2 separate regions of the Rattus norvegicus genome follow, and region 2 is linked to region 1. The links are chromatin contacts, called in public Hi-C maps. All regions are on one chromosome and are shown on one strand. Each heading gives the region's core, a stretch centred on a gene start, on an enhancer-like site or on the middle of the called end of the contact. The rest is flanking DNA. Distances are from core to core; before and after follow the strand shown.

Region 1 (4,154 bases), core at 969-3,468:
TCTATAACCATAAGCATAAAAGCTAAGCATCACCAACTTCATATTGCTATGAAGAAAGTAGCCAGAAAGTCTTGTGTTTCAGGTAACAATGATGACTTCCTCACCATGGCTGAGTGTCAGTTCATTATCAAACACGAACTTGAGAATCTTAGAGCCAGAGACGAGAAGATGATCCCCGGCTACCCGCAGGCCAAATTGTACCCCGGGAAGTCACTGAGTAAGTCACTGTCGGCTTGCGTCTCTGAGCCCACTCTCAACACTCCTTATTGCCCAGGAATCTGGATTGCTCAGCAAGTTCACACCCCTGGAGTGCTGTGCCTTTAGGTCGCGTGCTCTGTCCGTTTTGGAGTCATTGGGTCCTTGTAGCATCCAGTCAGCTTGAAGTTGAGTGTAAACCTAGGCTGACAGCAATGTTCACTTTATGACTGGACACACCCTGGTGAAACTCAGTGTGGGTAGGGCATGAAAGGGTAGGTGAGGCTTTGTCCCAGAGTCCTGCTCTTGTTCCCTTGGGCTCACCGAGTGACATCACAGAGTGACTGAGGACGTCTTAGCAGCAAGGGTAAGGTGGATAGGCCCTGTGTAACGGTACCTTGAGGCGGGCGATGGCTCCAGAGTGGAAGTGCACCAGTGTAAACAGCAGCAAGGCCTAAGCTCTGGTCTCCGCCTCCCAGGTCTGGGTCCCTGCATCTGGGTTTCTGTTCTTTTCACACACTCTCTCTTCCCAACATAGAGTTTCAGTATGTAGACCAAGTTGGCCTCTGCCTCACAAGATCTGGGATTACAAGTGTGTGTCACCACACCCGGCCTGGTTTCAGTCTCCAGGCAGGAGGGCAGTGCTTCAAGAACCACTGACATTTCCTAGTTGCCACCCTATGTGCTTCGAAGCCTGTGTGCTCAAAGCAAGGTTCAGATGGAGGCTGCCCACTGTGTGCTGTTGAGCGCCTGCAGGCTCTCGGGGCCAGGTGGAGGCTGCCCCGTGCGTGTGCCCTTTGTGTGCCTTTGGGATCTTTGGATAGGGCAGTTTCTCACTGGCATTTGGACACTAGGCCTTTCACCTTTCGTCTGCGTGTGATAAAACTGTGTCAGGTGCTGGGTCTCTGCCTACCCGCTCCTTGGTCTCTGTTTCTGAACCCATGTGACTCTGTCTCCCAATCTGTCTGTGGGATGCAGATTTGCCTTGGTTTGATGGCATTTTTCCAAAATTTAATCTTTTTTGACCTTTTGTTTTAAATATTGCAGTACTTTCTTAGGATAAATTATCTTGACTTTTTTTTTTTTTTAGGAACCTTCTCCCCATACACACCCTCAAAGTGAGCTGCAACAGTTGTCCTTGTGTCTTGCAAACTGTATTCTAGGTGTCTAGATCAATGGGGGCTTTTACTTTTATTATGGTATTAACACACCATGCTCAGGTGGTGGTGGCACACACCTTTAATCCCAGCACAGGAGCCAGAGGCAGAGGCAGAGGCAGGAGGATCTCTGTGAGTTCGAGTCCTGCCTGGTCTACAGAATGAGTTCAAGGACAGCCAAAGCTACACACAGAGAAGCCCTGTCTTGAAAGACAAGCAGTTTTTGTGTACACCATAAGGCAAGAAGACACTCCCTGGGGCAGTTTGCACATTTCGTCTTTGTTCTCCCTGGAGGAGGATCACAGCAGAAGGGAGACATAACTTCCAGCGTCTGAGTTTGAAGACTGGTTGAGGTCTTGTTGGACCTCCTTTCTGTCCCAGGCTGCAATCTCCCCAGCATTTCTCTCCTGAGAGGCATCGGTCCGGAGAGCACTTTGTCAAACAATGGGGACTGCACATAGATGCCTAACTGTTGTTGCAGGATGCTCTGCTCATCTGGCTTCTGAGTTAACTCCAGTGTGTTCCTTTCCTAGGCCACTTGTCCCACCGTGAGTCTGTCTTTATATCGATGGATATCTAATACATTTCCTCCATTGCTTCAGTCACAGAGAAAGTAGGAATGGCCTGGGGTGGCTGTCAGATCACAGGTGTGTGAGTCTTTGGGGACGGACACACCAAGCTGCTTCCTATGCTTGTTGTCTCCACGTCACACACTGTCTTTGCCCGAGGCCATCCTTATTAGGGTTAGAAAAGCACCCACTCTGCTGCTGGCTTAGACTGGATGTTTAAGAGCTTGTCAGACTCCACAGTGCCTGGCAGGTTGTGAGGCTCAGGCTCTGTGTCATCAGCGTGTGGACAATGGTGTTCTAGTGTGAGCCTGTTCTCGCCCCCTGCTGGTGGACTCTACCTATCTTACAACTCCTGATGAATACCACTTACTGCTTTTTTAAATGATAGGAATGTTTTATTTATTTTTATTGTGTTTCTGATGTTTATTTCTGTTCATCTTACAACTTAATTTTGCCATTTACTTTTAAAAATCGTTTGTATTTTTTTTTCTTGATCAGTCATAATCCTAGAGATTGTTAACTATGGGAATTCCGTCATGTGTCTGGCACTGTGCTGTCTGTAAGGTGTGCTGTGCACGTGCTTGCTCTCTGCCCTGTAGTTTTATTTTTAGCTGCATGAAGATTTTGGCAGGACTCCAGTGCAGCGCGTCTTTCACAGTTACGATCACTGTTTGTTCACTGCTTAGTGTTGGATAAGGTTGAACTCACTCCAGGCGCCTGCTTCTGTTTACCCTTTGCTTTTGGCACTGCTGAGGGTCATTGTAGCTGCATCCGGTGTTAGAATTTGTTTTACATGCAGCCCAATCTGCAGACTTTTTTCCCCTGTTGATGCCGTTCAGTTCTGTGACTCTGGTGGCCAAGGCCTGGGCTCCACACACACTAGGCACTCCTGTCCCACCCACTGTAATTTGGATGTGCGCTGTTTAGTCTGCCCTACTCTGAATTGGGCAGTGTGGGTTGGTGTTATACTTCATGTTGAAATTGCCTTTTTCTGTGCTTCAGACAGAACTTTTACCTCATGATATGTCTTATTCCTTTCCTCTTTTCAATGAAAAAGGCTAGGCAATGCCTACTTTAAAAATTTATTCAATCAAGTTTGACATGACATTAAAATACATCCAATAGTTTAATACAACATTTTCTTAATTTATTTGACTACCTGTTTGTATTTTTTTTTTTTTTTGGTTCTTTTTTTCGGAGCTGGGGACCGAACCCAGGGCCTTGCGCTTCCTAGGTAAGCGCTCTACCACTGAGCTAAATCCCCAGCCCCTGTTTGTATTTTTTTTAATTAATTTTTAGTTGTACAGAAAATAGATGTTGTGATATTTTCATATGTGTATATTTCTGACTTCATGTTCCCTCCTCCATGACCTTCCGTTACCCCCTCCTCCTGGCCACTCCTCAACTGAAAACCTCTACCTTCTGCTTTCACATTAAATTTAGATTTGCATATGAGAAAAATATGAGGTATTTTGTCATTGTCCCCTGCCCCCTCCCATGACTTTGCTGTCCTCTCTCCATGTTAACCTCTCCCTACCCAATGCTTAGAGGATCTGAGGGCCATACTCTTGGAGGCTTTACCAAAGTGGCTACTACACATGATATGTTTCTCTGCAGTCCTCTGTAGACTGGATCATGCAGCCGACCTCAGTACTACCTTGGAGGCACAGGTGTAGTGCTGTGGGAACAAGTCCTGTGTGGAAATAGCTCTCCTTGTAGGGAGCAAGCTCTTAGTGCTTGGCCAACTTAGCTGTGCCCACCCATTTGGGAACCTCCAGTTCCCTGGACTTTTGGATGAAGGCTGCCCAACTCTGACAAACCCTACTGTTTTACATCATGCAACCTAAGCGCTGCCAACCACAGGAAAGACTAGACTGGTTTTTGTCAGTTCTTTTCTTGGGCATCATCCAGTCGCCATATAAGAATGATTTGCTGTTACTTGAGGAAACATTTTCACAACTGCCTTTGATGACTTGGTGGTATTGACTGTGTTCCATAGTTGTAGTGATGTGTGTGTGTGTGTGTGTGTGTGTGTGTGTGTGTGTGTGTGTGTGTGTTGGGGGCTCTTCTGCACCCTCTGGATCATTGACTGTCCTAGTGGATTGTGTATGTGTGGGCTTTTATGTACCCGCTGCAACATCGACAGTCCTAGGCTTATATACAAATTTTCCCACCTGCATTTCTGTCTTTCCCTCTTTGTAACTTTGTTGATTTGGAATTTGTAGTTATTTCA
Region 2 (3,869 bases), core at 1,322-3,821, 67 kb before region 1:
TTCATAAATTAAAAAAAAATAAAAAGACTATAATACGCTCATGGGGAATTCTTGTATTTAGAAAATAATTAAAAGAATAGAACCTAATAAAACTAATTACCGGTCTCGGTTAAGAGAGTAAACAAGTATGAGTTAGCTGTCTAAATAAGAGATTCTCTATAGTACTGATCACTGAAGAGGACACAAGAGGGCTGGGGGATGTAGCTCAGTGGCACAATGCTCACATGAGGTCTTGAGATCAGGGTGTGTGTGTGTGTGTGTGTGTGTGTGTGTATGAGAGTATGAGAGTATGAGAGGTGTGTTTCTGTGTGTGTGTGAAAGAGTAGCAAATAAGCACAGGCATTGGGATTAGTATTGAAGAATTTCATGATTTTTAAAGTCTTGGGGCAAGGATTACAGAGCAGTAGCAGCAGGAGAAATGTATAAATCTTAGTGTTTTAGGAGGTACAATAAAGAAGTTCATCTTTAATCTCCAAAGCACAGGAACATACAGAGACTTTAACACATATCCAGCAGGATGCTGGAAAATCAACTGAGGCAGTAGAGAGAAATCGGTCTTACTTAATAAAGTATGATTTTCCATGGTATAAATACTCCCACGGTGGCTGGTTTCAGGATGCTGGTGCTGTAGAATTCCTGAACATTCAGCAATGGTACAGATCAACTCCAGCATGCCCTGAAAACCACAAAGGTTCTTGGTCTACTCTGAATGGTGAATTTCTGTGATGGCGTTTTCCCCCACACTCTACCAGTACATAACTCTCTGGGATATCATTAAAGCAATCCCCAGAAATCTACCCTATTCTTGTTATATTTGGCTTTCTCAACTGTATTGCAACTGAAAGGGATAGGATTTTGAAAGCTTCCCAGTAAACTTGTCTCCACGAAGAGCCACAAAGGGGAAGAATTATATGCTCCAAAACGCTGTAAGCTGGCAGCTTATAATGGCTTGCTTTATTAACATCATCTCCCCATGTGTATAAAGTTAGAAAGAAATGTGAGGGAAACGCCTTAAAGCTCAATTTAGACACCTGAAGAAGCAGGTAGGCTCCAATTAGCTCTGCTACTCGGAGGTGGCAACTCCAGATGAAAATGGGAGTGGTCAGATTCCCCACACCAGGGAGACTCTAGGACTATCATGTCCACACTGATGGAGCACCCAGCAGGAACCTAGCCTTCTCTCTGCTTGCTTGGTTGTGCAGCACTGCTCCAGGGTCCTGCCAAAAATACCAGGGAGGTCTACCTCTGTCTAGGGACTGTGGCCAGTCTTGCCCTCAGTGACCTCCAGCCATCACCCATGCTCTGTCACTCTTACTGTCGTGCTACGGATTCCTGAGCCTCACAATTCCTGAGTCTCACGGTATCAAGACCAAAAGGGCCCACAAGTTAGAACTCTCGGAGCCAGAAAATGTCTTGGCAAATTTAATAGAAACACAGGTCCTGGTTGTACCACACGACACTCTGTATTTCATATCAATGTAATTAGGAAGTTCAACAACAGACCAAAGCAGTGAGCTCCACCTGTTAGTTATCACTTAAACAAAACTTGGAGAGTGTAGTTTCTAATGTTTCAAAATATTCCTCCCCTAACATCTTTCCAAAATACTTGGCTTTCACATTACCAGAATCTATTTTCCCTATGCAAATGTCTCCAACTAGCTGAAGTAGAACTTGTGAAAGTACTTAATTTATAAGTATAGTCCTGTCCATACAAAACAAGTAGCCTTCTGAGGATCATAGTGAAATAAAACTTCCATAGTAATTTAACTTTTCCACCAAGCATTATTCTACTCACAAGGACACGTTATATCAAAGACAGACAGAAAAGAATAACTTAAGATGTCTATCAAAAAGTTGGGTATGGTGGTTCCCACCTGTGATCCCAGCACTGGGCAGCTGAGGCAAAGGGATTGGGTCTCTGTAGATCTGAAACAAGCCTGGTCTACAGATTTCCAGGCCAGCCAGGGCAAACACTGAGCGACCCCGGTTTTCAAACAAACAAAACAAAACAAAACAAAAACTTAAAGGGCTTCCTGTTAGGCATCTGCCCTTCAACTTTCACAAAGTTTGCTGCCGAGAAGACTCCAGCCGACTTTTCTAATGAAGCCAGACCGCCGGGTCACGGGAGCGCACAAGGCAGCGGGAGGTGGGACGCGAGCGCCCCGGGTCCTGAGCTCCCACACCGCCGACGGACGGCCGTCCCGAGGGACTCCGCGTCCGACGCCTACTCCCACCCTGGCGACGCCCAGCTCACGCGTCCAGGGAAGGCGGCCGGGACCCGGCGCGGAGTTCCGAGCTCCGCCGAGCTCCGGACCGCCCGGACGGCCGCCCTCCCTCCCCGTAGCCCCGCGGCCCGGGCGCTGCCTGTCAGCCCCGACGGACCGGGAGAGCGGACGCCCGCGCCTTCCCTCGGCTGGCCGCCCGGGGTCGCCAGAGCGCACGAGACCCACGCCGTCCCCCTTCCCGGGTGATCCTCACCCTCCACCGGCGTCTGCCGAGTCCACCTCCTCCTCCGCCGCCATCGCTTTCATCACTGCCGCCGCGCAAGCGCAGGAAGGCACCTCGAAGCCGGCTGACAGGCCGACTGGGCGGCCCCCGGCCGCGGCCGCCCTTAAGACCGCGCCGCCCGCGCATGCGTCGGCCGCGCGCCGGGACGATCCGAGGGCGCGGCCGCGCCACGGCAGGCTCGGCGTCCCTGCAGCCGGGCCTCACAGATACGCATGCGCTGCCCGCCTGTCGCCTGTCGCGCGGAGGCGGGGGCACTGGTTAGGAAGGTCAGCCCGACGCCGCGGGAGCCTAGGTAGTCATCCATCAGAATAATGACCATTAATGCGTCATTCCGCCGGGCCGGACTGCCCTGGACGGCGCTCTAGGCAAGCCATCCACAGCCTGAAGTGAGATGCCAGCCAGAGACAGCCTGAGTCCGAGACACAAGGCAGAGGTGCGCATCCTCAGCGTGGTGGTGGCCCCTCCAGCCCTTCCTTTCAGGAGGTGGCCACTGGGAGAGGGCGGCTCACTGGACCCTACAGTCCAACCGCAGTCTGAGTGGACACTGCTCTGACCCTAACCTGCACTCCCCGCTGCCAGACTCTAGACATGAGAAGTCTGAGAGCATATGTGTAGGTACTAGAATTACACACACACACACACACACACACCATTACCACCCACCATGATCGCGGGAGGGGTGCGGGGGGAGAAGCTTCCTAGAATCCATTCTGAAATGATAGAGGTCTGAGGGCTCATAAAATATTCTCAAATAAATATTCTCGTGAGCTGGACGTGATGGTACATGCCCTTCACAACAACACTTGGGAGTTGGAGGCGAGCACATTTCTGTGAGTTGGACCAACCTGATCTACATAGAGAGTTCCAGGCCAGCCAGAGCTACACAGTGAGACCCTGTCTTTAAAATAAATAAATGTAAAGGGGACGGGGCTCGAGGGATGGCTCCGTGGTTGAGGGAGCATACTGTCCTTATAGAGGAGAATGGAGTCTATTTCCAGCATCCTTGTGCAGCCCCCACAACTGCTTGTAACACCAGTTCCAGAGGAGCAACACCCTCTTCACCTCGGAGCACCTTAATGTATATGCACATACAGACAAGCAGGCACACACATAAACATAATTCTAAAAAAACAAATCTTTTTAAAACCATAAACCACCACCACCACCCCACATGGGATTATTTTAATTCTTTTCTGGCTCAGGGACGTTGGCGAGTGAGTGAAAGTGACAGAGAGGGAAGCTCAGCACAGGAAAATAGAAGCCGGCAGCTAGCAAGGCTAGTGTTTAAGTCCAAGGCTGTGTTTTAAAAATAGAATTTGGAACCATGACACTCACTGTGATTAAACAATATAGGCATCCTA

What was found. A called contact is a pair of places that touch in the nucleus more often than the background predicts.
Region 2: a contact with region 1 is called in a Hi-C map of liver, with 2.6 times the contacts expected there. The contact joins the promoter of Abhd5 here to the enhancer-like site in region 1. A contact is called at or near these places in 2 of 12 Hi-C or Micro-C datasets (the A7r5 cell line and liver).

Annotation. Positions count from the first base shown.
Region 1 is chr8:130,808,480-130,812,633 of GRCr8, reverse strand. The region is part of intron 3 of Ano10 (anoctamin 10); the gene reads left to right. Among named protein-coding and RNA genes, the nearest start is that of Ano10, 28 kb to the left of the region's middle. Within about 2 kb of position 2,218, at least 19 of the 93 cell types and tissues checked have an H3K27ac peak or open chromatin away from gene starts, as enhancers often do. A contact at or near this core is called in liver, where this site is marked.
Region 2 is chr8:130,876,574-130,880,442 of GRCr8, reverse strand. Abhd5 (abhydrolase domain containing 5, lysophosphatidic acid acyltransferase) reads right to left here and starts at 2,571. Exons shown (of 7, transcript NM_212524.1): 1 at 2,479-2,571. The coding sequence starts at 2,531. It overlaps LOC102552874 (a long non-coding RNA gene), which reads left to right and starts at 2,808. Exons shown (of 4, transcript XR_005488606.2): 1 at 2,808-2,941.